Linked DNA regions of Sus scrofa: all the other regions are linked to region 1. The links are chromatin contacts, called in public HiChIP or PLAC-seq and promoter capture Hi-C maps. All regions are on one chromosome and are shown on one strand. Each heading gives the region's core, a stretch centred on a gene start, on an enhancer-like site or on the middle of the called end of the contact. The rest is flanking DNA. Distances are from core to core; before and after follow the strand shown.

Evidence for each region. Promoter capture Hi-C pulls out the DNA fragments that hold promoters and counts their contacts. HiChIP or PLAC-seq counts read pairs in DNA pulled down with a chosen protein or histone mark.
Region 2: a contact with region 1 is called in an H3K27ac HiChIP or PLAC-seq map of skeletal muscle, with 4 times the contacts expected there. The contact joins the promoter of QSER1 here to the promoter of FBXO3 in region 1. A contact is called at or near these places in 2 of 2 datasets of contacts at active chromatin or transcription factors (alveolar macrophages and skeletal muscle).
Region 3: a promoter capture Hi-C map of fetal liver shows a contact between it and region 1, with 5 times the contacts expected there. The contact joins the promoter of CSTF3 here to the promoter of FBXO3 in region 1. A contact is called at or near these places in 2 of 5 promoter capture datasets (fetal liver and liver), 2 of 47 Hi-C or Micro-C datasets (embryonic fibroblasts and skeletal muscle) and 2 of 2 datasets of contacts at active chromatin or transcription factors (alveolar macrophages and skeletal muscle).
Region 4: a promoter capture Hi-C map of fetal liver shows a contact between it and region 1, with 4 times the contacts expected there. The contact joins the promoter of HIPK3 here to the promoter of FBXO3 in region 1. A contact is called at or near these places in 1 of 5 promoter capture datasets (fetal liver) and 1 of 2 datasets of contacts at active chromatin or transcription factors (alveolar macrophages).

The regions. Positions count from the first base shown.
Region 1 is chr2:27,144,647-27,147,854 of Sscrofa11.1, forward strand. It overlaps FBXO3 (F-box only protein 3), which reads left to right and starts at 1,761. Exons shown (of 11, transcript XM_003480711.4): 1 at 1,761-1,913. The coding sequence starts at 1,810.
Region 2 is chr2:28,042,055-28,045,262 of Sscrofa11.1, forward strand. QSER1 (glutamine and serine-rich protein 1) reads right to left here and starts at 1,433. Exons shown (of 13, transcript XM_021083212.1): 1 at 1,376-1,433.
Region 3 is chr2:27,767,805-27,771,012 of Sscrofa11.1, forward strand. CSTF3 (cleavage stimulation factor, 3' pre-RNA, subunit 3, 77kDa) reads left to right here and starts at 1,653. Exons shown (of 22, transcript NM_001267844.1): 1 at 1,653-1,838. The coding sequence starts at 1,812.
Region 4 is chr2:27,684,265-27,687,472 of Sscrofa11.1, forward strand. It overlaps HIPK3 (homeodomain-interacting protein kinase 3), which reads right to left and starts at 1,662. Exons shown (of 16, transcript XM_021083205.1): 1 at 1,053-1,662.

The DNA of each region.
Region 1 (3,208 bases), core at 511-3,010:
TTCTCCAAATAGTTAGGAAGAAACTTTCTTAGAACTTAGGCATAGTTAACTAGTCCACCATCCCACTTCTAGTAAATAACAAATGTGTGAAGTCCTGACTGGACTTCCCGAAGCTCCTTACACCGTATTACCTTTGGAAAAGAAACGGAAAAGAAGAAATCTCATACATAACACTTTTTTTTTTTTTTTGGTCTTTTTTTAGGGCCACACTTGCTGCATATGGAGGTTCCCAGGCTAGGGGTCTAATCGGGACTGCAGCTGCCATCCTACACCACAGCCACAGCATGGAGGGATCTGAGTCGTGTCTGCAACCTACACCACAGCTCACAGCAATGCTGGATCCTTAACCCACTGAATGAGGCCAGGGGTCAAACCCACAATCTCATGGTTCCTGGCCGGATTCATTTCTGCTGCACCACAACGGGAACTCAAGTAATGCATTCTTAAGCTCATAATCCATGATGTGTTGCCCCCACCCCACTTTACTACCACCTTGTCTAAGCTGAAAAGTGGCCATCACTGTGCCTCAGTCACACCCACTGGGGTCTCAGCTCATCCTTTCATACCTTTTACCTGTCAGATTAAGTCTTGGTTAAAAAAAAAATCCATCAGCCATTAAAAAAGAATGCAATAATGCAGCAACATAGATGGACCTAGAAATTATCAACCAAGTGAAGCTAATCAGACGGTGAAAGACAAACATCATATATCACTTATATGTGGAATCTAAGAGAAAGGATACAAATGAACTTATTTCAGAACAGAAACAGATTCACACACTTTGTAAAACGTATGGTTTCCAAAGCAGACAGGTGTTGGGGCGGAAGATGAACTGGGGGATTGGCATACGCACACTGAGGTATATGGAATTATTGGCCAACCTGGACCTGCTGTATAGCAAAGAGAACTCTACCCAGTATTCTGTGATCATGATCATCTATGTGGGAAAAGAATCTGAAAGAGAATGGATATGTGTATATGTATGACCGAATCACATTGTTGTACAGCAGAAATTATCACAACCTTGTAAATCGACTATACTTCAATTAAAAAAAAGTACACTTACTCTACACTTTGCATTGCTCTAATAGACTGAAATTTTTCTGTGTGGACCAAATTGAGAGGGACCGATCCTCAGATTCAGTCCCTGTGCACTTTTTACTTGGGGAGGGGGTTAAAACTGTGACCTCAAAGATGAATGTGAATGCTCTAGTTCGGAATGCTACCCCGCCCCCAGTACCTAGTTGATTTCCAACTCTACCGGGTAGACAAGTCTCCTGCTGTGTGCAAAGGACACGCCCCGCAAGGTAGGCTGTAGGGGGAAAATAGGGATTTCCAGGTCGGAAAACGAAGAAAAGCGGTGGATTTGGGGGCCAAAGGTGAAGAGAATTTACTGTGACATTTGGGGCCACGCTTCGAGGATATTGGAGGTAAAATTTCGCCGGAGGAGCTGGAGTGACCCAGACAGGTTTGGCAATAAAGGCTCAAAGGGGTCCGGGCTGGGCAAGTTTAGAGACCAGGATTGGAGGAGAGAACCCAGGAGACCCAAGGGCAAGCATCTGGGCAAAGGGCAGAGCTCCAGCAGCTTGGAGAGCCGGCGTAGGAATGCAGAGGACTCCGCTGCGCTCTGGTGCTGGACCAGCAGGAAGGCGGGCGGAACCTTCCGAGGACCCGCCCCATGGGCGGGGCTATTTTGTTGGTTGCATAACAAACCTGTGCGAGCGGCCGGGGAGTGGTTTGGGCGGTGGCGGTGGGGGCGGGTCAGGGGCGGAGTCGAGGCGGGGCCAGGCCTGTACCGGGCCAGCCAAGATGGCGGCCATGGAGACCGAGTCGGCGCCGCTGACCCTAGAATCGCTGCCCACCGATCCCCTGCTTCTCATCTTATCCTTCTTGGACTACCGGGACCTAATCAAGTACTGGAACGATGCGCATGGCAGGGGTGGGGTCATGGGTTGGGGAGAAGGCTGTAAGGTAGGAGGGACCGAGGCCCGGCTCACTGGCAGGACCCGGACCCCCGCGTCAACCAGAAGGTGACGCCAAGGCCGCCCTGATCCCGCAGAGCCACCTGGGGGCCAGGACAAGGCCGGAGGCGAAAAGGACCCCGCCTCGAGGTCTTCCTCCCGTTCAGGGCGCAGGCCTGAGGAGCGCCGAAAGCTCTCTCTCCCAGGCCTCGGCGAGGCCCAGTTGTAACCCGGGAGATACTGCTCCTTGCTGCCGACCGGCAGACCCCCGCGCCTCGCACCTCCCGGGCGTCCCGGGGGTCTTTGCCCGAACCAGGCACCCCTGGACGCTTTGGAAAATTCCCCGTCCGGGCCGACCGCTCTTCTCTGCCTGGGCATGGGGCCTGCGGAGTGGGGCGCCAAAGTAGGCAGGTGGGACGCCCGAGAGAAGCCAGGCGACCCCCTGACCCCCAGGTGCGACTTCTGCGGCAACATATCTAGCAGGGCTCACTTTCGGACTTCTATGATAGAAAACTGTTTCGCTCTGAGCCTTCCTCCTCAAGGTTGCACGTTGGATTTTGTGTTTTGGTATTGACTTCCGGTGGTGCGATACAGGTGACCATCTTCCCTCCTGTATGCCGTGGGTTTCCCAGCATCTGTTCCAAAAATAAACACCGATGGCTGGTAGGGGTATTTAAATGCCCGGTTCCTTCAGCGCTTGGGACAGCCTGGGATGGTGGAAGAAATGGCGCTGTTTACACCCTTGACAGCTGGTGGCGTGGCTCTTTCTTGTGCCACCAAATATATTTGCAGAGGAGGCAAAGTCGCCCTCTTAAGGATAGGTAGGCAAGATTGGTTTTGTTTTGTTTTTCGGATTAGCCATTGGATTCTAGCTTTTTGACGATGGTGCTCTGTGTTGCCAGGGATCCTTTTAGAAATACAGTCTTCATGAAGTCAGCGGTAGCTATTGGTTGGTCTAGCTAAGTGGTGACGGAAGTATAGCTCCAGTTTCTGGCTGCTATCTATATTAGCACCTGTAACACTTCTATTTTTCTGGAAAAAAATTTTTTCTCTACTCCGGGCTTGTACTAAAGCAGAGAAAGTTTCTTTTCTTTGGAAGAGGCTGTTCCAGCTGCAAACCGTTTTCATCTGAAATAGCTGTTGCTATAGCCTCTTAGAAATCACTCTCACACACACTCTTTCCATCTATGGGCTGCATTGCCCAGAGTGATCTTTCTAAGACAGATTTGGCTGTCATCCTCCTTAAA
Region 2 (3,208 bases), core at 183-2,682, 900 kb after region 1:
TTCCCGCGAGCTTAAATTTCTGGTAACAGTCAACATTTTAGATTCCCTTGGTCATGCAGGAGCAAAGATGAACTCTTGAACCCCACGCTACATAATGAAACGGGGCTTCAGAAACCGAGAAGGAAAAGCATGCTTCTGTTCTTCAACGTTTATGGCCTTCACTGACCAACCCCCTCATCTTCAATTTCTTCCCAACTCTTAGTCACCCCAATACATAGAAGGCAAAGAGAGATCCCTTACTTCCTGCTGTTGTTAAAAGAGGGGGAAACCCAAGAGTAACTTTGAACGCATGAAAGAGAAATAGCTTAATCTTGGCCACCGCTGCAAACATATGTCACCCAGCCCCGGCGCAGCGTTCATGCCCCACCGGGCCCCCTCCCAGGCCCCACGCCCCGGGGATTCTCCCAAAGCCTAGCCTCCTGGGTTCCCCAATGTCAGGGACGTGGCTCCGCGCCTCTTCCTCTCCCGCCTCCCCCACCCTCACACTCACCGCTGGGGCCCCCAAGACCACATTGTTAGTTTCAATACAATGGAATGTCACTGCACCGAACTCCTCGGCGCCCCCCTCTGCTCCCCGGAGCCAGTCCCGGGTCTCTCTGATCACCGAGTTCAGCCACAAACCCAAACTTCACCATGTGAGAGCCCAGAACCCAGGAGGTGACGGGGACCCATGACTCCCGCCCAACCCTCCCTTCTACCCACGGTCCCCGGCCAGCCGCAGCTGTGAATCCAGTACTGGTCGCCCCCATCCACCACCCTATAGGAGTCATCAGCCGCATCTCCCGGCTGGGGCGAGGGCGAGGAGACGAGCGGAGGGCTCCCCGCCAGGCCGGACCCCTGGGCGGTGCTGCACAGGGGACGAAGGCCCCAAACGCATCCCTGGCCTTTCCTGGCCCACCATGACCCCGCCGCCCACCCTCCCTACCTGGCCTTGAGGCTGGGGCTGCTGCCGCTGCTGCAGCTGCTGCTGGCGGCGGCGGCCGCGGCTCTGGGTTCGTAGGCCCAGGCGGGGGCAGGGGGTTGTGCGGCGGCGCTGGCGGGGGCAGCGGGGGGCGCGGGCGGCGGCGGCGGCGGGTCGGCGAAGCCGGAGGTCGCGTAGTTCCTGTCCATCGTGGGGGTTGCGTAGGGAGGGCGGGCAGCAGTGGGGGCTTCTCCAGGGCCCAGTGAGAGGGGGGCGGGAGGGGAGGGAGGGGGCGGGGGAGGAAGAGGAGGTGGAGGAGGCGGCGGCGGAGGGGGCTGCCCCTCACATGGCCTCGGCGGGCGCACAGGCGAAGGGCGCGTTGGCCAGTCTGTGCTGGGGGAACCCGGGCGGCGGCGCGCGACGAGGCCCCAGCTGGGCGTCAGGGAAACGGCGGCATCCGCGGCCGGGACTCACCGCGGCAGCGGCGGCGGCGGCGGTCGCTGCGCCCCATGTTGGTGGATTTCCCAGGATGCACCTCCCGCCCCCCCCTCCGCCCCGCGACCTCGCCCCGCCTCCCCTCAGCGCCCCGCGCTCGCGGCTCGCGGGCCAGGCGGGCGGCCCGCGAGGCCTCTACCGCCACCGGCAGTCTCTGGAAGGCCAGCTGGGGCGGTGAAGGCTTGAGGCCTGTCCGGCCCGGCCGGGTCCAGGAACCCGGCGGGTCGCCTGGCAGCCGTAGCCCACGGGCCGCGGACTTCCAGCCTTCCGCTGCTTCGAGGGGAGCTGTCCGCGCTCGCCGCGCCCCGCGTGGGAAGGGGCTGTGCCTGCTGCTCGCCCTGCGCGAGGGAGGGGAAATTGAGCGGAAACCAGCGCAGGGTGCTGCAAAGGAGAGGCTTGTCAACGCTTTGCCTGGAGTTCGTTATTTGACCCTTCGAGTTATTTTCAGTGATTCAAATAACTCAGTTCCCACATCGCGATTCTTTTCTCTGCGCTTGGTCCTAAACCAGAAACAGCTGAGCGGGCTGTTTTACAGTTCCGTTTACTCCCTTCCTGCCCAAAGCTTGCCGGGCTGGAGGACCCTTTTCCTGCTGTTAGGGGAGATTTATATTCAAGAGATTCAAATTCAAACGTATTATTTTCCAATCCTCGTTGAAAGGACCTTTCCCAGGGGCTCTTATTAACTGTCCCCACCCCCACCTTGGGGATTTTCTCATTCTGGATTTCAGAATCTTCTATCTGAAGATAAATACAGCCTCTTCATTGATTAATACAGTCACCATCTGGATGACTTTAATTGCGATAAAGTTAAACTCACTGGGCACACTTTGTGTTGGAGTTTTTTTGTTTGAGACTTAGAACTTCAGCAGGACTCTACACAGACATTTCCTATCTGATCTCCAAGCTGTTTGATGGCGGGTAAACTAACCATTATTTGCGGTTCTTCTATTGTATGTCAGAGTTGTGTTTCTTCTAGTAACTCATGAGTAGTGAAACTTGGGGGTCACAGAAATCGTCGTTTGGTCCCGAAGGCATAAAGTAAAAGTTAAAAATGACAGTAAAGTTTGACCACCACCCTTAAAAATTCAATACGCATTTAACACCTCTTCATGTATTTAGCACAGAATTCTTTCCCTCAAGATAAGCCTAACAAAGGTTCAAGCAAATCAGGCATAGTAGAATACCTAATAAAATTGATACATTATCTCTGATCACCATTTAAAAAGCAGTTTAAACTTGGGTAATACCTGGTATTGGGTCTACTGTTCCTTCTGAGATTAATTTTGTTCAGGGAGATTCTGTTTTCCTCCTGGCGCCTACATCCTTTTGTTCCTATTCATCCCTTTTTGTAAATCTTTCGGCACCTGTGATGCTTGGAGTCTGGTCCTGGGGTGGGGAAGCAAGGAAGTGAGTATTCGTTATTTACAAATGAATTCAAATGTGTAGACACAAGTGATTTTGCCAATTTTATGTTAATCCCAGTATGCATTTACAGAGGCTATCTTTGAAAAGTGGTTTTCTTTGGGGAAGGAATTTGCTAGATAATCTGAGATCCTGCAGAGAAGTAACATAAATCTTCCTTACAGCCTTTATTTTTCTTACTGCAGACTGCAGATCTGCAATCTAAATTTAAAAAAAGTTTTCACTACTAACTATTCATTTATAAGTATTTTTGTGAGCACTAAAATTTTGTCTGTATGGAAGGTGTAGGAAGTGGAGTGGCATGCTATAAATGTTTTATGGCACTTAGTTTGGTACCCACAACTGGTACTCAGAATGAGTTATGCAGGCAATACCAAACAAGTGGCAATA
Region 3 (3,208 bases), core at 403-2,902, 620 kb after region 1:
TAAGGGCCACTCCCACGCAGCATATGGAGACTCCCAGGCTAGGGGTCTAATCAGAGCTACAGCTGCCGGCCTATACCACAGCCACAGCAACGCAGGATCGTTAACCCACTGAGGACAGGGATCAAACCCGCAACTTCATGGTTCCTAGTCGGATTTGTTTCAGCTGCCCCACGACGGGAACTCTACATTCACATAACTTTTATAGCAATTTTTTTTTTTTTTTTTTTTTTTCGTTGTAGGGCCGCACCCAAGGCACATGGAGGTTCCCAGGCTAGAGGCTGAATCAGAGCTACATTTGCCGGCCTATGCCACAGGCACAGCAACTCAGGATCTGAGCCATGTCTGTGACATACCACAGCTCACAGCAACGCCGGATCTCCCATCCTCTAAGTGAGGTCAGGGATCAAACCCGCGTCCTTATGGATACTAGTGGAGATCATTACCAATAAGCCACGGACAGGAATTCCCTACAATCGCTTTTTAATTATTGTTAATCTCTTAGTGTTCAGAATTTATAAATTGCACTTTATCATGGGTATGTATGTACAGGAAAAAACAGTATATATAAGGTTTGATACTATTCCGTTTCAGGCATCCACTAGGAGTCTTGGAACATAGGACAAGGGAACTACAGAGCATGCGGTCAAGGATGGAATTGTCATGTTTATCTAGTCTTCTATTGTTGGATGGTGTAAAAAACATCTCCACTATACATCTTCTGCTCATGTGTCTGATTACTTGGAAGGATAAGAATTTAGGCTGTGAAAAGGGCAGAGGTGGAAATAGGAGCAGAGGCATGGGACACTGAAAAGAGTAAAGAGTGTAAGGGAAAGGTTTGTTTACTTTGGGCCATAGGCCACTGTAGACAGAGGGTGGAAGAAGTCTTGTGATGATCCTTGATTGGAAAAGAGTTTTGAGACTTAGTTGCACTTGTTTTTGACTATGTCAGGTACTGTGCCAAGTACTTTTCCATGTATAACTTATTTAAACTGCAGGTACTATTGTTATTTCTATTTATAGGCAAAGAATCTGAGGCACAGAGATGTTAAACTGCCCAAGGTTACCCACTAGAGAGAGATAAGCCAGGATTCAAAAGAATGCAGTCTGGCTCCAGAACTATGATGGGATGCGGAGCTTAAAACCCATGCCTTACGGACATAACAAGCCTTAGACACAACAGTAACCAGTGACGGTATAAATATTAATGCTCTCGATCAGTCACTCTCATACCCCCAAAGTGTGAAAAGCATTAGCTGAGACCATAGAAAACTTCATGGATTCCTATTTCCAAAACATAGGAGCCATTTAACACTTAGCTTTGCTCCCTAAAATGGCCAGTTTGCTTGAATTGAATTGATTGGCAATCTTCAAGAGAGGAGAGTCCAGCTCCTCAGCATGATAATTAAATTCCAAAAGGCGCGCGAACTTCCCGGAGAAACAGTTTCCCGCCTCCTAGCCGGTTGCAGCCAGCTCAGCAACAGCCTCTCCAACCCCGGGCCTTGACGTCAGTACACGCATTGGGCCCGCCCCTGGCATCTTCCTGCTTCTGCGCGATTGAGTAACCAGGGAGTTTCGCTCTTAACTCCGCCCACTGCCCCGGAAGTTAATGCGGGAAGCCACACCTCCTTCTTCGGCCGGCAGGGACGCAGCCATTTTAATTCATATCTGAGTGGGCGGTGGCGATTCGTGTTGGCGGTCTGGCTCCGCAGGGCAGGGGGCAACTTTTCTGGCTTGGGGGAGGTTTTTTGTTTAATTTTTCTTTTCTAGCTTGGCATCGCGGGCCAGTTCGCACGTTCTAATCGACTGAGGCCATGTCAGGAGACGGAGCCACGGAGCAGGTGAGGAAGGAGAGTGGTGGGGCCTCGTGGCGACCTTTTCTCTCCACGTCTGTGTTCGTCCGAGTACTCCAGCCATGTTCGCTTGAGGAAGGAATTAGGGGTTTAATGAACCCGCAGGACCGGGTACCGAAGAACGGTGGGAATGGGGAAAGAGCTGAGATTTAAAACTCTTTTGGCTTCTCTGTCTTGGGCGTTAATATGAACAAATATTTGATTCACACAATAGCCGGGCAGCTGCTTCGTCCCGTTTTGGTCCTGGGACTACCCCAGTGAGATTTCTTCTTTTAATACCATTTGGTGTTAAGGGATTAGGGATTGATTATTTTAACGTGTTCTTGCTGTTCTCGAAAAACTTGACAGTGTCTCCTTCACCGCCTTTGTGGTATATCCAGAAGTAAATCGCTATTTTGAGAAATAATTTGAGTTGAAACTCTAGGGAAATAAGATTCTTGGCAGAGCGAATGAAGAAGGAAGTAGTTTAGGAGTAGAGAGCATGGCTGTGTTGAGATTTGGGAATTTTGTGGCTTTCTCCTGCTCCCTTTTCTCTGTTCTATCAACATTTCATTTTGGATTTTCAAACCGCAAAAGTAGTTGTAGAATTTGATAAATCGGAAACGAGAAGTCTGTTTTGGCCATCTGTTTTAGTACTGTGACTTTTAAGTATTTTAAGATTCAGGTTTTTAGTTAAATGATTTTTCTTCTTTTGCTCTTTAGTTTTGTAGGAGAGAATTGCCTTTTTATTTTGAAAGAGGAGACATACTTTATGGAAGATGTCAGTTTATTTTCGATTTAAGTCTGGTATGTTTAGGTAAATAGTTTTAAAATGGAGGGAGGCTAGCTAGCATGCAGAGTCTCAATTTCCTGAAATTTCGCATTGCCATAGCAACAAAATACACTTAAGTTTTCGGTTTTCAAGAGGCCAGCTTATGATGTGGGGGCTGTTTTTGGAGGTTGACAAGATAGCGACAGAATTGGAGCATTTCTATTCAACATTCTGGATAACTAAATTTTATTATATTGGGAAAGTATGGCTAAACTGAATTTTTGTGTTTGCTCGTTGACTAATTTCAGTCCTGAAAATTTCACAGTGTTTACATTTTACATGCTGTTAGAATTCCCAAGAACACAAGGTCTTAAAAATTACGTCAAATCTTTTTATGTATACTAACCCTTTTTCTGGGTTCATGTTTTGTCATGTGAAAGTCGAGGGGTAATACTGAGGATTTCATTGTAAGTTACCCGGAATTCATTGTTAATTCTTAAATTTATCTAAAATTGTAAACTCTGTGAAATATTGCCATGACTTTTCATTTCAGAACTGTGGTGTTTTAAATGGGAGAGAAAGTAGTAAAAATTTACAGAGAAAAATT
Region 4 (3,208 bases), core at 412-2,911, 540 kb after region 1:
GAATTAGTTAGAAGCAGCGAACCGACAGGTGGAAAAATAAATTCCAACAGGGCAGGAAGAGGCTGTGGAAACACGGTTCAAGGACTGAACGTGTTGTGACTGCTCTGTTAACAGGTCCAAGGTAATTTACGCACACACCCTTTAGCGCAATTCCTCAAACCCAGATAAGACTGGGAAACAGCTTTGCCGAGAGCCACATACCATTTTAAAACAGCCTTCTCCCTCTCGACAGGAAAACAGACATAGCTCTCCTCCGAGGTCTTTCCGCGAGTTCTCCCAGCGCCGGGAAGGGAAGCGGACGGCCGCCACCGTAACGAGAGAAGCCGGCAACAGACCCGCCGCGCGGCCGCCACGCCTTCCTCCGGCCGCGGCGGGGGACGCGGAGCGACGGATCACATTTCTCCTCCCCAACAATCACACGCACTCACGTCCCCGGAGTGGACACCCTCCAAACCCGCCGCTCGGCGACGCCGGGGACTGGGCCACAAAGCCCGGGACGCAGCCATCGACCGCGGCGCTCAAGTTGCGTGCGTGCGTGTGTTTGTGTTCGTTCCCCTTAATGAAAGACAAGAGGTCTCCGTAGTGACGGCCCAGGCTACGGTGAGGGAAGAGGCCCCCAGTGGGACTAAACAAAACTTCGGTTGCTGGGAAGAGCCGTTGCGCAACCCTGGCAGGGGGCGGCGGGGGGCCGCCCGGCCTGGCCCAGCCCAAGCGCAGCTTCCCGGAGGCTGCGCCACCGCACGCAGGAACCACGCGCGGCCCCGCGTCCGCGGCCTCGCAGGGGGGGCGCCCGGGCCTCGAGGGAGACGCCTGGACCCGCCACCCCGCGAGGGCCGGGGCGGAAACGCGGAGCACGAGCACGCGGAGCACGAGCGCGCGGAGAACGCGGATGGGGTGCAGTTCGCGCGCCCGGTGCGGGCCGCTCAGGGGATGCCGGGCCCGGCGGGGGTCCGAGGAGAGGTCCGCTGGCCCCTTGACCGCACGCGCGGCCAATGAAGCCAGTTCCCCCGCCCCTAACCCAGGATGGGACGCCCCCCGCCCTGTTCCCTTACCTTCCTAGAGGCCTGCGCTCTCCCCTCGTCGGGCGGCCGCAGCCCTGAGCATGTCCGAGGTGGGTGCGGGGCCGTGCCGGGGACAGGGAGCCAGGCGCTTCAGCAGGCGGCACCACCCAGCCCGGGCTCAGCCCCTCTCCGCGGCCGCTGCCATCTTGTCCTGGCGGCTAAGAAGAAACGGCGAAACACCCTCCCCCGACCGCTGCTGCTGCTGCTCTGGCTGCTGAGCGCCGGGCCCGTCTCCCTCATCTTCTTTCCCAGGGAGATGGGGTGGGGATGGCTCGGCTGGGGCGAGGGGTGGTCAGAGGCCGGCCGGCCGGCCTCCGACTGCTGGGGCCTACGGGCGGCGCGGGGTGCGGGGCCCGCGGCGGTTGAGGCCCATTCCTGACGCCAGGCGAGGAGAAGGAAGACAGCTGGGAGCGGCGGCGACGGCGGGGCCCGCGGCTCGGTATCCTCAGGTCGCCGCGCTGCCGGCAGTCGTCACGGAGGCGGCTGCCGCCGGCCGCCCCAGTCTCGGGCCCCTCCTCTGCGCCCGCCGGCCTCGGTCGCCGCCTCCGCAGCGCCACCGCCCGCCCGGCCGCTCTGCGTGCGGAGCCCGGGCGGCCCAGCTCGGCTCGGGCCGCGGCGCCTCCGCGAAGCCCCTCCCAGGGGCCCGCCCGCCCGCAGCCGCGCCCTTGTAGCTTCGAGCCCGCCTGGCGGCCGGCGTGGGTCCGACCCGCAGCTCCCTCACGCCAGCGCGCCAGCAAAAGCAGCCTCCGCCAACGCCCCCTCTTCTGTTCTGAATCTCACTCTTGGGCCCGCTCCACCAAATATGTGTATTTTTTGAACGATCCTAACCACCAAAGAAAGGATGAAAATGCGGAAGCAGGATTTTACAGGCCTTTCGAAATCCCGTAATCATAGTTTCCCCCTTCTACCCCTTTAGGGTCTGTTTCTTGGCGGTTTTTTTCCTTTTTTTTTAAAGGTTTAATAATAAAGAAAGGGGAAATGTATACAGTGAACAATTCCAGTCGAAAATAAGTCCTACCCGCTCGCCCATCCCAAAGGGTCAACGGTTCGAACTCCAAACCCTCGTACATACATATGAAGTTCACTCACCTCTGCGTTGGTAATTCTCCATCAAGGTAGTCAGTCCCACTCCCAGAGACTAACTAGTTAGCTCCCTCCTGGAAACGAGGAAATCAACAGAATGGCCCATCTCAAACAACGGAATCATAGAACCATAGAATCTTAGGGATGAAAGAACCATAGAGATCCTCGGTCCAAAGTAGGGCGCGGAATCAAACTTCAGGTGACTTGTCCAAGGTTATATAGCCAAGCCCTGGTCTGCACTTCTTTTCCCTAGGAAACAACTGACCTTCTAAATATTTATCATTCATAGTTGATCTTTTTAAATATACCTTTTTTCTCTTCCTTTCTGTCCTGAATTAATGTTTAACGTTTTGGGAACACCTTTCTCTGAGGAATGGAAGTGCCCTCTCTTAGTTTCTTAGAAAATCTTCATTAGGCTTGCCTCTACTGCGCAGGTATTAGTCCCCAGACACTTTCTATAGCCGTAGAGGCAGGGCAAAAGGCGTGGCAAATTGCTGCGTATTTAATTCTACACCTTGACTCCGGGCTGCTTTGCAAGCTGGGAGAAGAGTATTTTGAAGGATGCCTTTAAGGGAAACGGATAGTATGCCTTGAAGCAGTTGGAAGTAGCATTTTCAAAAGAAGGTTGTTTTCAACTTAGGGAGGATAACCAGTTGTAAAGTTTGCCAAAACAGAAAAACAAAACTGTCTGTCTCTCAGAGAGATAGCAGCATGTTAGCCATTCCTTTTTACTTAGTATTTAGTTACTTCTGACTTGTTTAAAAAGCAATAGTTAAAAGAACCAAAAAAAGGATAAAAACATGACTCAAAGAAGAAAGTGACAATAATAGAAAAATCTGTAAGTGAAACAAGGAAAATATTCAACTAGAACTTCAAACCTTCAGAATTTTTGCAAAACATTTATCTGGGTCACCTCTAATGGGAAGCTTCCATTCTCATAAGGCACTGCTACATATATGCAGGAAGCTGAAAAGGGCGAAGGATTTTTTTTTTTTTAACTTTCTATCCTTGGCATTGGCACTATATATACCGCAAGTTCCAGGAGGAGATCCTGTACCAAAAAA